Regions from separate parts of the Capra hircus genome. Here region 2 is linked to region 1. A link is a contact called in public Hi-C data. All regions are on one chromosome and are shown on one strand. Each heading gives the region's core, a stretch centred on a gene start, on an enhancer-like site or on the middle of the called end of the contact. The rest is flanking DNA. Distances are from core to core; before and after follow the strand shown. Region 1 overlaps PAQR8 (membrane progestin receptor beta). Region 2 has its middle 21 kb from the start of MCM3.

Region 1 (4,188 bases), core at 973-3,472:
TCTGTTGGTTGGTGACTTCAGCTCACTGCTGAACCTTCAGCACATAGCAAAACACAGCCCAGATGAATGACAGAATTTCATGGCATAGAACATGTAGAGACTGTACCTTCATTTTTATGAACAAAGACACAAGTATAGAGAATTTGAACGATGTGCCTAAAATCCTATATGAATGGTAGGGCTGGAATTGCTAATTCCTCATCCAGGCTTCTCCAGGGAATTGGCTACTCCAAGTCTGTAGTCAGTTCCCCTAGGGCCCTTGTAATTAGTCAGGGAACTTACCTTAGAGTCTTCTATTTGGCCTCCAGATAAAATATCATCAATGCCAAACTATGTCCATTTCCCAAATGTGCAGCTTTTAATTTTTTTTTTTAGATGGCATACTCTAGGTGTAAAACCATTAGCTTTATTAATAGTTTTAAAGGAGTACCAACATAAACTTTAAGATTGGACTCCTAAATAGTCCAAAGCATGATGTAATATTTTACAGTACTTTCTTATAAATTTGAACTGAATTCATGGTGCGGATATTGAACTCAAGAAACAGAACTTTTGATTCCAATCCCATTACAATCTAAATCTAATTAAACTCTATATAAAGCAGTTGGGAGAAGTATTATGAAGAATCCAGAAATGTATCCAAAATTATTAAATTCCATTTCTGTTTTCAAAGATTGCATTAAAATCAATCATAAGGTACAAAATAAGTATGTTACTAATTGTAACCCGTCTGTGTGTTCTTTAGCTCCATTCTTGCTGATACTTTAATGTGCATGGTTTGTCTTTTCAAAGTACTGTTCAGCAACTGCTCGTTTTTCATTATTGACTCTTTTTTCTAAGACGTAGAGAGACAGGAAAACATCTCCCACCTACTCTTATTTATGAGGAGAATGACCTTGAGTAGTTAAACGTCTTGGGCATGACCACATAGCTCATTGTGTAGAGCAAATATTAACAGCCAGACTTCCCAACTTACAAACCATGATTTTCTTTTTTTTTCCCCTCAACCTGGCAGAACAGAATGAAATTGGTGCTGTATGTCTAGGCCTAAAGAACTGTTTGTTCAGTAAATCATGATTAAGGATATGATTATTTTATATGCTGCAAACCATTTTAGCCTGAGAACTTGCACACCACAAAGTCCCTGCCCTTAGACGGGCTGTTGGTGGGGAAGTGAGTGCATCACCAGGGGTCAGGGACTGGGAGAGAAGTGTGATGGGGAGGCAAGGCCAGGGTAGGTGGGAGCTAGGGCATCTTGAGGGTAGAGGTGGGGAGTCAGGAGGGACCTTAGGGAAAGCTGGGTATGTGTGTGTGCCTGCACCAACGCCATGGTGTCAAGATGTGGTTTCCTCCAAAGTGTGCTCTCAGACTTTACAGCAGGCCCCCCTTTTTAAAAATTTGTGTTTATTTGGCTGCACTGAGTCTTAGTTGCGGCATGTGAGATTTTGTTCCCCAACCAGGGATTGAATCCAGGCCCCCTGCCCTGGGAGTGCAGAGCCCAAGCCACTAGACCACCAGGGAAGTCCCTACAGCTGGCCCTTGGATGCCTGTTTCTGGAAGCGGTGCCCACTCTGTCTTGGTGAAGTTAAGCCTGTCTAAGGGGGTAGCAGGGTGCTTTCCTGCTGGCTTAGCAGGTAAAGAATCTACCTGTGTCTATTGCAGGAGACGCAGCAGATGTGGGTTCGATTCCTGGGTCGGGAAGATACCCCTGAGGAGGAAATGGCAAACCACTCCAGTAATCTTGCCTGGAGAATGTCCATGGACAGGGGAGCCTGGTGGGCTACAGTCCCTGGGGTTGCAAAGAGTCAGACACGACTGAGCAACTAAGCGCACAGAACTTAGTAGGCAATGCGGGTGGGGCGTAGCAAGGAGCTTCTTCCGGGATTCCTTCTCCCACAGCTCATACCCCAAGTGACTCACCTCTGTTTTTTTAAACAGTAAAACCAGACTGATAACTTTCATCTGATCTCCCTCCGTGGTTCACCAGACGTGGTAGAAACCTGTGTGTAAAGAGTAGAGCCCTTCAGCTCCCCAAGGCCCCCGGGAGCCTTGCTTCCCCATCAGAGCTTCTCAGCCAACGCAGATCTTAGCTTCGGTGCCGTCCCGTCCCAGGCCCAGCCCTGCAGTGGATCCACCGATCCCAGGGCCAGTGCACCCCACCCATTCCCCACCTCCCCTGCTGTGCTGTCACCAGCTGCCACCGAGGTCAGCTGGAGGCGAGGCTGCAGAACTCAAAACTCCGGGCTCTTGGATCCCTCTGCTGGCTGATAGCAGAAGCACTGCTTAGCTCTTCCTCTTTCTCTGTTTTCTTGTTTTTAAATGAATTAAGGTATTCAAATAATACCTTTTTGTTTTTCCCATTTCCCGCTTCCCCTCTTTCTGTCTTTCTGACTGACTCTGTAATGCTTAGTTAGTTTCTCTTGGTGTCTTTAATTCCTCTATGGGCACAGTTCATAGCCGGATCCTGGTGGGGGATCCATAGTGGGTGCTGGCTAATCAGATGTCTCAGGACCCGGTACAGAGCAGGCACTGAGCCCTCTGCTCATCAATGCCCCCTGCCTCTGGCACCAACCACCAACCATGTCATAATAATGGCAACATTTTGCCAGTTGAGGATTTGGGACCAAGCCCCATGTTGAATGCATTACAGGCATTATGTCATAAAGTCCTATGTCATTAGCTCTGCTTCCCAGATGACAAAGCCCAGGCTGGCGCTGCAGGCATGTTGATGGGACTGCAGGTTGGAGCTCAGATCTCTGGAGCCAGCATCGTCCTTCCAGCCACACAAGTGCCACCTCCTTGGGAGCCTGGGCTTTGACCCTGCTCTCTGCCTGAATATCTTCTACCCTCACACCCCAACCCAAACCCACTTCCCCATTGTCTCTTGGGAATTCTGACTTTTCCTTAAAAGTTAGTTCAGAGGTCGCTTGGAAAAGCCCGCTCACCCACCCTTTCCACCTTCTGCTTTGGTTGTTTACAGAGACCTCGTGGTCTGTGGGCAACAAGTATATCTCTTATTCGAATTGTTTGGATGTGTGTTCTCTGTTCTATTCATGTATCGCTTATGGGTGGCCCCTGTCCTGTCCTTAAATAATTATATTTTATCAATTGTTAAAACTGCCCTCACCTCTCGTGGGGCACTCATCCCAGGTTTCTGTCATGATTTACCTGTGTATCTGTCCGTCCTGTAGAGTCTGACCTCCTCCAAGGCAGGGAGCAGATCTAATCAGTCTCCATACCCCAGCACAGAGCCCGGCTCCCAGTCATAGAATAGCAGCAGGATTTGACACTCAAACACCCAGCTGGGCCAGGCAGAATGCTCCTCACTTTGTTTAGAGTCTCTCATTTAACCATCAAAACATCCCACCCAATATGGACAGTGATCACCCCATTTTACAGATGAAGATACTGAAGCTTAGCAAGGTCTGTGACTGACCCAAGGTCACCCAGGGAGCAGCCAACCAAACGCTTGACTCCAGGTCTCCCTAGACTTTGTATTTACATTTTATTAATTTCCATGCCCTACATTTTTGACCCGATGAGGTATTTTTTTTTGCTTTTAATATTGATTAAGAAGTGTGTATGGGAAGATGACATTTGCTTGGCTAACATCTGCAGTGCCCTGAGAAACACTGGCTGTATCCTTTGCTAAAGGACTCTGAAGAAAGGGAGTCCTTTTGAATCAATCAGGTTTTGAACTTTTCTGAAGGAAAGAGTTTGAGGAATATGAAGGTATCTGTAGATAGACTGAAAATCCATTGCTTTATTCAGTAACTTCATCTGAAATTTTGCAGCGCTTTTATGAAATAATCACCATGCTTATCTGGTTCATGTATCACCTAAAAATTCCAAGTGCAAGTTAAATATTTTTGAAGCCTGAAACTTATCCCATACGGATATGGGTACACAGGAAAGGCGAGTCCAAAACTACTTGCTTTCCAGAGCATAATTTAAACATACACACACACAATCTTTGCAATTAGATTTCTTGTTAAATTTAGGCCACATGTTAATTTTGTTCAACTGTTAAGATTTCCCAGAATATTCCTTGGTCTTTACCACCCTATGGATGACCTTGAGTTTCAAGTTACTATTGCTTATCTCAGATTTTCAAGTTCACAGTGAAATTAGTGGATAATTTAAGATTAGTGCTCAAGAAATATAGACTCTCATTCATCAAATCAACAT
Region 2 (4,188 bases), core at 904-3,403, 90 kb before region 1:
CATAGTCTAATTAACTACCACACACACACACGTAGTCTAATTACCACACACACACACACACAACTGTACAGTTCACTCTCCACCCTCCCTGTATAACTCCTGCTCACCTCCTAGCTGGTCCTCCTGTCCCCAGCTCCCTCTCCTTCCCCCTCCAGTTCATCCCTCTTTACTCCTAAAGGGTTATCTTTTTTTAAAGGCCAAAGTGATCATGTCACCTCTCTGGGTGATTTCCATCAGTGCTTCTCTTTGGCTCTTAGGAAAATGTTCAAGCTCCTTAGCTTGGATCCTCTGCAGCCCCACAATTCCCCCTCTCACCCCACCCTGCAGAACTAACTGCAGTTCTCCCAAGGGACCACAGTGTGTCACCCCTGTGCCTTTTGCAAGTCCCACTTGTGTTATGTTGCTAAGTTTGTGGCAATTTGTTACAACATATGTGCTTAGCATGTTTGCATGCTAAGTCACTTCAGTTGTGTTTGACTTTTTTCAACCCGGTGGACTGTAGCCTGCCAAGCTCCTCTATCCATAGGTTTCTCCACGCAAGGACGCTGGAGTGGGTTGCCATGCCCTCTAGGGGATCTTCCTGACCCAGGGATCAAACCCATGTCTCATGTCCCCTGCATTGACAGGCGGGTTCTTAACCAATAGTGCCACCTGGAACTGATACAGCAACAGTAGGAAACTAATAGAGATTATTATTTGAACAGAGTTGGTGAAGAGAAGGGCACATTTGTGTGTGTACTGGTGTAAAGGGAGGTAGATAAATGTTTATGCCTTTATGAGTGATCAAAGTGGGACTCAAGAAATTTAAAGTAGAACCAACAGATGTGTATGTCAGCCACTATCAACTTCTTGGGCTATAAAGCAGCCACGCACCTATAACCAATTGTTTATAGGCTCCTTTGACAGTGAAAACAATTTGTTCTCCTATGGCTGGGGATGACCAGCGTACATGCCCTCTCGGCACTTTATAAGAAGATACAACACCTTGGAGCCTTATTAATACAAACATCAGCAACAGTACTTTATTCTCAGGAATGGAAAAAGGAGGGTTAATGTGGAAAGAAGGAAAAGGACCTGAAGGGGAAAGTCAAATGAAAAAGCAGGATGGATAATTATCTCCTTGGGTTGGCCCGGCCAAAAATGCCAGGTGCCGGCTGTTGGCTTGACGCACCTGGAACCTCAGCAGCCTTTGTGCCTCATCCTTTGCGGTTCTGCTGTGTGTAGCAAGGGTGGAGGCTGTGGTCCAACTCTGGGCATTAGACCTTTCCTCAAACAACCCTGGATATTCATTGGAAGGACTGATGCTGAAGCTCCAATACTTTGGCCACCTGATACGAAGAGCCAAGTTACTGGAAAAGACCCTGATGCTGGAAAAGGTAGAAGGCAGGAGAAGAAGGGGACAACAGAGGATGAGATGGTTGGATGGCATCACCAGTTCAATGGCTATGACTTTGAGCAAGCTCTGGGAGATGGTGAAGGACAGGAAAGCCTGGTGTGCTGCAGCCCATGGGGTCACAAAGAGTTGGACACAGCTGAGCAACTGAACAGCAACAACCACAATGCAGATTATGGAGCCAGCAACAGCCAGTGACCACCTCACCGATACATTCCACTTCCCAGTGGCTACACTGCTGCTGGCCTGTCAGCTGTCTGAAGGCCTGCTCCACAGTGCCCCAGACAGCCCAGATCACCTGTTGAAACACAGCTCCTCAGGGGTGACAGATTGGTGGTACTGAGCTGTACACCACTAAAACAGAGGGTACGTTCCACCACCCACTGGGACAAGCCCTGTGACACCCCCCTATTTCTTTCTGGACAGCGGGTAAGAGAGTGCCTGCATCTCCCCTATGGCAAAGCTGACTTGCTTCCAACACATGTGAATTATGGCTGGATCCAAGGCAACTGACAAACACTTGGCTGAAATAAAGGTCGAGACCAGCAGGACATGAAAGACACTGACAGCTGTTAAGATAGTTTTCTACGTATGCCTCCAGTAGCCCCACCTCACATTGGGATCTTTCCACGACCTCCTGTAGGTCAGGCTGCCTTTTCTGGAGGTCCTGAAAGATAGCACAGATGGCATCTCCAATGTCTCGAAAGGCGTGCCCAGCTCTAGATCAACACTCAAGGTCAGAGGCAGCAGGGAGGCCAGCCAATACGGTCTAACAGCTGCTTTCTGAGGCACAGAGAGAAGCAGTTTCAAGTGGGTGGCCTCCCTTTGAAGATGCAGGCCAGCTTTTTGCAGATATAATAAAATGTCTCCTGAGACATCCGGAAGGCTGGGCTCCATCTGTGGGGGCTTAGTCTACACACTCAGAGGTCCTGCCAACAAATGCGAAGCAGCGTGGGGAGCACCCTGGTCCTGGGGGCTCGTCTTCCAAGGTCGGGGGGACAAAGTGTCTCTATAAGCAAAGTGGATGACCACAGATGGAGGATGGCTTGATTCAGTTGGACCTGCACGGCCTGGGCCAGGGCAGCCACCGCTCAGCCTCCCCAATCCCAGCCACAGCATGGCAGCCATGCAGCGCTGCCCCAGCTGGATCCACAACGCATGCCTGGGGGCTTGTGGGCACCACTGAGCTGAGCTGGCCAGAGTGATGTGTGGGTGTGTATGCTTTTCCTCATGATGGTCAGTGAAATGTTTCTCCCCCAGGTAGGTGTGGGCACCCACCAGGAAGCTCAAGGTTGAATTAGCTGATGAATATCAGCCCTGCCATTATGAACCGGTTAAGGGTGTGAATGTCATTACATCTGTGTAAACCACACATCGGCCTCCTCTGCCCATTTTCTTACAGACTCAGCAGGACAGTAGCCAGGACAAAATGGTGGTGATTTAGTCACTAAGTCCTGTCTGACTCTTGTGATAGAATGGCCCAGCACAAATAAGACTAGGTTCTTAGTGGGGATTTAAGATTGTCTTCTTTTCTTCACAGATGACTTCTGCTAAAGGACTTTTAATTTCTCCAGGCCTTCTGACTCTCTTCTCCAAGCTAACATATTAGTGAAATTCAGTGGAAAGTCCCCTCCCATGCACTAAAATCAAAGAGTGCCTTGAAAACCCAAACTACTTCACAGATTTCACTTGTCCTGATCATGCAGTTCCCCCACAAAGAAACACATGAAGAGACAGTATTTTTGGGGGGGACAAAAAAGACAAGATCCTTTTCAATGTCAGATTTCTGGCTTTTAGTTAAAATTTTAACTCTGGATTTTGACTGTATTATTATGCAGAAGGATCTGCTTCACAGCAGTGCAGAAAAAGGACAGATAAGTTATTCCTTAACATTTTCAGGATGAAAACCACAAGGAAGAGTAGACTTTAACATGAGAGTTCTGGTGTTGCCAACTCAGGTGGAAAGCCCTACGAACTGCCTAGAGCTGGAACTAAGAAGCTGCAGAGGACTTCTGCTCACACCACTGCAGTGCCTTTCCTGATGCTTTTCCTCCTAATGAAAATCCACTTCAATAATATTATGTGTCCTTTAGGTTCCTCCTTCTCTAAGAGCTAGCATCCATCCTAGACAGAATTAGCAGTCAGAGATAATTCATTTGTATCCTAGCTCTATTGGCTGTGTGACCTTAGAAAAGTTACCATCCCTCTCTGGTCTTCAAGTGTTCCTTGTAGAACAAACAGGTTAACTCGCCTAACCCTGAAGTCCCTTGCAGCACTAACATCCTTATGCCTGTGTGCTCAGTCACTTCAGTCGTGTCCAGCTCTTTGCAACCCTATGGACTATAGCCCACCAGGCTCCTCTGTCCATGGAATTCTCCAGTAAAAATACTAGAGTGGGTTGCCATTTCCTACTCCAGGGAATCTTCTAGACCCAGGGATAGAAATGGCATCTTCTGCATTGCAGGGGGATTCTTCACCCACTGAGCCACCTGGGAAGCCCACTAACATCCTCAGGTTATTTTAAAAGACCAGATCCCACAGGATGTCAGCTGAGAAGATGGCTGAAACGCTATATCTCAGGGTTTGTCTCCAAGGTAGTTTAATAAATATAATGGGGGTAAACATGAAATCAACAGTTCATTCCACAAATATTTATTGAGCCTTACTATGTTCTAGGGATTGTAATAGGCACAGAGTGTAAAGTGAAATAACCATCACAGATATAGAAACCAACCAAATTTCATGTTGGTTATTGGACCAGCATCTTGGAGAAGGAATATACAGTGGTCATCCCC

Evidence for each region. Hi-C and Micro-C count contacts between places; a contact is called where the count stands out from the background.
Region 2: a Hi-C map of blood shows a contact between it and region 1, with 2.5 times the contacts expected there. The contact joins two enhancer-like sites. A contact is called at or near these places in 3 of 5 Hi-C or Micro-C datasets (all in blood).

What each region holds. Positions count from the first base shown.
Region 1 is chr23:24,339,030-24,343,217 of ARS1.2, reverse strand. All of the region lies in intron 1 of PAQR8 (membrane progestin receptor beta), which reads left to right. Among named protein-coding and RNA genes, the nearest start is that of EFHC1, 17 kb to the right of the region's middle. Within about 2 kb of position 2,222, at least 4 of the 5 cell types and tissues checked have an H3K27ac peak or open chromatin away from gene starts, as enhancers often do.
Region 2 is chr23:24,429,111-24,433,298 of ARS1.2, reverse strand. No RefSeq gene overlaps it. Among named protein-coding and RNA genes, the nearest start is that of MCM3, 21 kb to the left of the region's middle. Within about 2 kb of position 2,153, at least 3 of the 5 cell types and tissues checked have an H3K27ac peak or open chromatin away from gene starts, as enhancers often do.